2 separate regions of the Mus musculus genome follow, and region 2 is linked to region 1. A link is a contact called in public Hi-C data. All regions are on one chromosome and are shown on one strand. Each heading gives the region's core, a stretch centred on a gene start, on an enhancer-like site or on the middle of the called end of the contact. The rest is flanking DNA. Distances are from core to core; before and after follow the strand shown. Region 1 overlaps Slc1a7 (solute carrier family 1 (glutamate transporter), member 7). Region 2 overlaps Scp2 (sterol carrier protein 2, liver).

Evidence for each region. Hi-C and Micro-C count contacts between places; a contact is called where the count stands out from the background.
Region 2: a contact with region 1 is called in a Hi-C map of uterus, with 2.8 times the contacts expected there. The contact joins two enhancer-like sites. A contact is called at or near these places in 3 of 39 promoter capture datasets (the 3T3-L1 cell line, 3T3-L1-derived adipocytes and cranial neural crest), 2 of 15 datasets of contacts at CTCF or cohesin (the NIH/3T3 cell line and pro-B cells), 6 of 484 Hi-C or Micro-C datasets (the HL-1 cell line, the MNK3 cell line, cerebral cortex and 3 more), 3 of 115 datasets of contacts at active chromatin or transcription factors (CD8 T cells, effector CD8 T cells and embryonic stem cells) and 1 of 9 other capture datasets (adipose tissue).

The regions. Positions count from the first base shown.
Region 1 is chr4:107,983,244-107,986,660 of GRCm38.p6, forward strand. All of the region lies in intron 2 of Slc1a7 (solute carrier family 1 (glutamate transporter), member 7), which reads left to right. Among named protein-coding and RNA genes, the nearest start is that of Slc1a7, 17 kb to the left of the region's middle. Within about 2 kb of position 1,523, at least 80 of the 459 cell types and tissues checked have an H3K27ac peak or open chromatin away from gene starts, as enhancers often do. A contact at or near this core is called in the NIH/3T3 cell line, adipose tissue, cerebral cortex and 1 more, where this site is marked.
Region 2 is chr4:108,069,579-108,072,995 of GRCm38.p6, forward strand. Scp2 (sterol carrier protein 2, liver) reads right to left here. Exons shown (of 16, transcript NM_011327.4): 12 at 1,679-1,832. Among named protein-coding and RNA genes, the nearest start is that of Mir6397, 16 kb to the right of the region's middle. Within about 2 kb of position 1,868, at least 364 of the 459 cell types and tissues checked have an H3K27ac peak or open chromatin away from gene starts, as enhancers often do. A contact at or near this core is called in the NIH/3T3 cell line, adipose tissue, cerebral cortex and 1 more, where this site is marked.

The DNA.
Region 1 (3,417 bases), core at 273-2,772:
ACAGGGTCCTTGAGCCTCTATTGCAAACTGATCTATCTTTCCACACATTTGCAGTTCTTTCATCAAACCACAAAGAGTCCCTTGCCCTGGCCAGCAAGCCCCTCCTCACCTCATACCTGCCACTGAGAAATTTTTTCCTCAAAGTGGAAGTGGCTGCAAGAAGACCCCCTGTCTCTATCACTGAGTATTGGCACCTCATTCAAAACTGAAAAACTCCCGTGTCACATGACAGTGATGGTCTGGCAGACAGAATCTGTTACTGCAGTATCCTTAACCTATGTCAGGCCCTCCCTGAGGGATGCTGCTTAAGTGGGCAGCAAGTGGTTTGCTATTCTGAGCTGTGTTCTGCAATTCTATCCATCCTTGATTCCCTTCACGTATGCTCCTGGACCTAGAAACCATCCTTTCCCACTTTACCCCAGCAAGGATGCTCTCTGTGCATAGCCCTTTCCTTTCACATTCATAGACTGACAGAAAAAAGAAAAAACCACCCACAGTTTTCTGTTCCTTTAAGTTCTTGAAGGATACCTTCCTGGTTCTTCCACGAAAACAAATCTGCTTCCTACTTGTTTTGGGTTTTATTCAACAAAATGTCATAAGAGTTTCCACCCTGTACCAGTGCCTGAGGCTCTTGTTACACACTTCCACTGGGGGCTGCAGCTGAGCCTTCCCATCCTGGTTCCTGCAATGCTCCTAGACACACCACTGGGGCTATTTATTTATTTATTTATTTATTTATTGCATCTAGGGCTCTGTAAATGACATAGCCTCAGACTGTGTTATTTACAGTGTTCTTAGCCTCTGCCATAAAATAGATACAGAGTAAGTGCAAATTTACAAGGCAGGGCCTACCAGGTGGTGTGTGTGCTCAAGTGCCTATGTGTGTATGTGTGTGTGTGTGTGTGTATGTGTGCATGTGTGTGTATGCGTGTATATGTGTGTCTGTGTCTCTCTGTGTGTGTCTATGTGTACATATGTGTGTGTGTGTGTGTGTCTGTATCTGTGTCTGTGTGTGTGTGTGTGGCCCATTGTGGCTTCACCAGGGTTAACCTTAGGATGTCAACTGTGCCTCGATTTCACACATCCACAGACAAGAACAACACAAAAACTGGGGGTGGTTAGTCCAACATCTGGATTCAGCCAGAGCCTCCAATTCTCCCTTGTCCCCCACCCCCCATCCTCCTCCCCACCCCTCTCCAGTTTCTCAAACCAGGCATCATTCAAGGAAACTGAAGCCATGTGTTTGTGATTCACTGAGGCTGAACAAGGCAGGGTGTTTTGTTAGCTCTGCCTCATAGAGATGTCACATGTGTGTGTGTGTGTGTGTGTGTGTGTGTGTGTGTGTGTGTGTAGCAAGTGTGCGATGCATTCATATGCCCACGTAAATATTGTTTTCTTTCCTGTTTCTTGTAAGAATTTTCAACGGAAATTTCTGAGAATCAGGAAATCATGTTTGGTCCAAAGTGTCTCCCCACCCATTCTCCCCCTTGCTGAGGCACTCTAGTTTGGCAGACTGCTCCACACACCCACGTTCTGACTCCTCGGAGATGGGCTTGGGCCAAGCAGTCTTGAAGTCTGGTTTGGGAGCCAGTATTCAGAGCAGCTTCTCCAAGCTTTGAGGCAGGCTGCAGGCTGGAGGTGGCCACAGACTAAATGTCAAACCTGGTATTGCCTGCACCTCTGGATTCAACCTTAAAGTCGGGCTAGCCTTTCTGAGCTAGGCCCTGCCACTCCTTCCATGGGAGCTGGGAATCTTTCTTGTCTCCCTTGCCTCATCAGCTGAGATCTTTGCTGATCAAGAGAGAAAACACAGCTCAGCTAGGAGCTATATAGTAGGGCAGACCTTCAGCCCGGGGACTCAGAAAGTCTCCATCCATCCTAGATGCCCACAGTCTTACTTCATCCCTTTCTGCTTCCTGCTCACCTTCCCAGGATTCAATTGGGCAGCCACCTCTGAGAGGGTGGTTTCCTCATGGGTTACCGATTGCTTTTGGTCTCTCTCAGTCACGGTGGTGACCCAGAGGTCTGTTGTTACACTGCAGGCCTTGTACCTGCTAAACAAGATTCCCAGTGACCACAAACCCCTCATTCATTTCCGGGACCCCCAAATACTCAGGGCAAGTACCCAATGTAGTTGGTGTGATAACATGTATACAGCGAAGGGGAGATGAGTGGTTTTGAAAGAGTTCCTACCATCTTCCTATGGAGACTCACTGCCAAGGAGAGACTCAGTCAGACAGCTCCATTCTAAGCTTTGGGACAGACCCCGTCAGCCCCGAAAGAGGAGTGTTAGGAGAAACTCCTCTGTATGCCCAGGGCCGTCTCTTTCCTCAGGAGCGGTCTTTCTGAGCAAGGTCTGGTCCTGGCCAGTCTGGCAGGTATGTTTAGCAAGTCATTACTCCTGGTGGAGCCTGTACCCTCCTCTCCTCAGCCTTCTGTACCATGAGGGAGGGAGGCAGCTCTATAGGATCCCACCTAGGAATCAGAGAGGGTTGTTCTGCACAGCTGCAAAGGGAGGCTGTATCTACAAGAGATCCTCTCCCCCTGGAGGTAGATTTTTTTACCCTGGCTCCAAGAAAAGTACTTCCTAATGAACAGAACCAGCCCGTGGTGGCTGCTGACCCAGTGTGGTATAAGTAGAGGCTCGAGGGGAGTTTCTGCACTTTGGAGGGATTCCTGGGACCAGATGGCCCACATTTTAGTGAACTGGCATCAAGACATCCTGCCCCAAGCCTTAGAATTGCTTGGGGGATTAGGGGTGTGGCAGAGCCATCTGGGAAGTGGAACTAGGCGCTAACGTGGCGCTTGCTGTCAGAGACTGTGCCTGCTGTCTGCTAGGGAGTGGGTTTTAGAAAGGCTGACAGGAGACCCTCTCACTCATGGCCCAGACCCCTTCTTAGTCATACCTCCTTGCCTGCAGGGTAGACTTCATATGGCCTGAGAACTCAGCTAAGGTCAGACCCAAGGCCTCACTCAGCCCAGGGACTCAGGTTCATTCCTGTCCTCAGGTCTGCTGGTAGCAGGAGTCCTACTGGACACCTGAGTGCTCACTATGTGACTTCAGTAACTTGCTTCCAGTGTCTCAAAGAGGTTCATTGCAGGGTAGGGTGGTGCTGACATAAGTTACCTCAGGCACTGAGTGAGGTTCCCAGAGCTCCCTATCAGCTCCAGTGTCCCAGGTTGCTGTCCTCCAGGCTGCCCTAGGTGCTTTTCCCTAAAGCCTTTGTCTCTTTTACTGCCAGCTGCTGTGTGAGGGGCACTGCACCCTTCCTGTCCCTTTCCCAGTGGGACTCAACCTCAGGGCAGGTTTGAGGCAGCCTTGAGCCCTCTGGTTAATGGCCCCAAGTCCCCGGTGACTCATCAGGTTATCAGCAAACAAACTGCCAGCAAACAAACTGCCAGCGTCCCCTTCCCACA
Region 2 (3,417 bases), core at 618-3,117, 87 kb after region 1:
GCAGCAAACAGAGCAGGGGTTGCAAGATGGGCAGAGTAAGGGCTGCTGGAAACCTACACAAAGAAATAAAGAGCTGGCTGGGCGAATGCTTTTAATCCCAGGACTTGGGAGGCAGACGCAGGTGGATTCATGAGTTTGAGGCCAGCCTGGTTCACACAGAGTTCCAGGACAGTGTTACATAGTGAGACCCTGTCTCAGCAGAGAGAAAAAGAACCAAAGGACTAGGGAAGCGGGTCATAGAATCATTGTGGACCTCACCTATGGTGGAAATTATACATTGCACCTTTTACATGTGAGAACTTGCAGGCACATACTAAAATGGTGAAGCAAGAAACTCACTGCCTCTAATACAAAGCTAGCCTGGTCTGGTCTAAGGTGTGAGACTGCTTAAAAAAAAAAAAAAAGGCTGTGGACAAACTTCCTAATTTTACTCTAAAGAAAACGAAATATCTATGACAATTATACTGACTGTGTTGGCTTTTCATAGCTTGATTATTTTTCCCCTAAGGGGTTTCATCTCAAGTGTGAACTGCATGGTGTTCCAGGGTCATCAGCATAGAACTGATGAATCAGATTGAGGAAGAAACAAGATGAGCCCTCTAAGGACTGCAAAAGAGCATGGGTATTTGAAAGAAGAAACTCTTAAGTTTAAGATGTTATCTTAATGTTTGAAACAAAAACAAAATTCTGGGCAGAAAAAGAAGAGTGAGACCAGAGAGAGGAAAAACCATCCCGAAGTTTGTAAAAGTTAAAGACTATATAGTAGATAGTGGCCCCTATCCTTTGTAGGACAAACTGTATAAGAAAACGATTAAGTAATCACCAGGAATTTCAAGAGAAAAGGAGCACATTCGTGTTAAAAAGTTACAGGGTGGTTAAAGGAGGAAAGACATAGCTAGCCAAGGATAATCAACTCAGAACACACCAGACCTCCAAACAGACCCTGAGGTGGTTCACTGCGAAAGGCTCATCATGAAAGAGAATAATTAAAGCAAGAGGAAAAAAAGATTTTGTGGACTAAGAAAGATTCTCTGGTGTAAGATAACAGGGGCAAGGAGCCAGTGGAGGGAATGCTAGGAAGATTCAAGAGGGTATACATAGTAGCTAGTACAGGTGGTTGGAAACCACGCACACAGAGGAACGCTGGGCCTTGGAAAAGGAGGAAGAGAACCCGGAGAGGCTGCAAGGAAAACAGGAATCCCAGAAGGCTGGGACAAGAGGTAACGACAGAGGCAGAGACTGCAAAGACAGGAAGCAAGCAAGCCCCTGGAATTCCAACAGCAACGAGGGCTTGATTCAGAAACACATTTTCCAGGTTCCAATGGCACATGTAGTTGGTGGCTTTCTCTGACAGCAGCCAGAAGCCAAGGAGAAAGCCAACTGTGAGAAAGGCAAGCAAAAGGTGACTAGTCTACATTCCGCAGGCTTGTGGGCCAGCACTCCTGGCTTCGCTGCCTCTTTCTGAACAAATTTTCCTAAGGTTGTCTCGGCTTAAAAACTAAGTCTTAACTTTTAAAACCACGTTAACGAAGTTATGTCATACTTTCCCTTAAATGCTTAATATGTGGTTGGGGTTTGGTTTTTGTTGTTGTTGTTGTTGTTTGTTTTTTTTAATATGCAAGCGTCACTTATTGTAAAGCATGAGGACAAAAGTGACAGAACTTAGAATGTCACTTACCTGGCAGCTTCGGGAAAACCCATCCTGTAGAGGGTGACAACCACAGCTCCTCCGAGGCCTAGATTGTGCTGCAGAGCCACCTTTGCCCCGGGAACCTGCCTCTTTCCGGCTTCGCCTCTCAGCTGCCAGCAGAGCTCCGCGCACTGAGCCAGACCTGGCGAGTCGAGCACAGAGCGTCCCGGGCCGCGTTAGAGCGCAGACTCCGCCCACCCGCGCCAGCGAGCCGCTAGTTGGGACTTCCCGCCAAAGCCACGCACGCCTGCAGAGCTTAAAGCCCAAGATTCACAGCTAGTTCCCACGCTAAGAGAATTAGCATTTAAGAAAGACTCGAGTTCAGGAAATCAACACTTGCATTTTCAACCCATTTTTTTCCGGGTGTGTTGAAATGGAAAACACAGTGTCTAGTGGTGCACACTTTTAAACCCTGCACTCAGAAGACAGGCAGGCGGATCTCTTGAGAGTTCAAGGCCAGCCTGGTCTACAGTTTGAGTTCCAGGACAGCCAATGCCACAGCAAGATTCTGTCTCAAATAAATAAATAAATAAAATAAAATAAAAAGTGAAAGAAAATTTTGAGATGGGACATTTTGAAAAAGCAATGAGATCAAATTGAACTCAAGATGCTTGTGATATGAAGTGGGAAAATGAGGTGGGCGTAGGGAATGATCTACAACACTAAAAATATTTGAAGTAGTCATAAGGAATTCTTATTTTATATTTACTTAAAATACATGTAATACATATAAGTGTATTTGCATACATACATATGTATATACACTTTGTTTAAGTGATGCCATACCACTTGGGGTAATAGTGCCCGTTCCAGGAGCCACAGACTATCTAATAAAAAGCCCTGTGCCATGCATGAATTGTTTGGTCCAGGGAGATCAAGCTTGATTTCATCCCAGAAGTCAAAGGTAAGTGTCTATTGCGAAAGATAGCACACACACTTGAACACAGGACTCGAGAAGTCGAGCTGGAACTAATCCAAAAGCCTCCTGGGGCCTAGCTTTCATAGTACCAGAAGGTGCTATGCTATGCAAGCTGGAAGTGGGAGGAGGGCCAGGATCAACAGACCTAATCACCTGTGGTGCCTATGAGCCACAGAAATGATATCTCTACACAGCAAGATATCTCTAAAGGTTCAATAAAGACATGTAGTCCCTCCCACCTCTACCCCTCTGTGTAGCCTTGTCTGTCCTGGAACTAGTTCTGTAGACCAGGCTGGCCTAGAACTCACAGAGATCTGCCTGCCTCCCCAAAGTGCTCAGATTAAAAGCATGCACTACCAGTGCCCAGCTGACCTTTATATCTTGATGGTAAATATACACACTCACACATAATTAAAAATAAACCAAGGTGGGGTTGGGGGGAGACATGCTTTTAACCCCAGCACTCAGGAGGCAGAGGCAGGCAAATCTATGTTTGAGGCCATCTTGATCTACAGAGTGAGTTCCAGAACAGCCAGGGCTACACAGAGAAGCCCTGTCTTGAATAAACAAACAAATGAATAAAATAAATACATAAGTGAAATTAAAATAAATCTTGCAAAAGACTTAAATTAAATATGAGGGTGTGACAACCCTGGAGGGCAGACTCTGGCAAATGGAAGATGCTTCCATCACACCCCTGAGCATCTGTGACAGACTTTCATAGAGAAATGGTTCCATAGAAGAGAGAAATGAATAAATGATATAAATTTATTTTATATCATTTCTTAAATGATAATAAATGAACCAA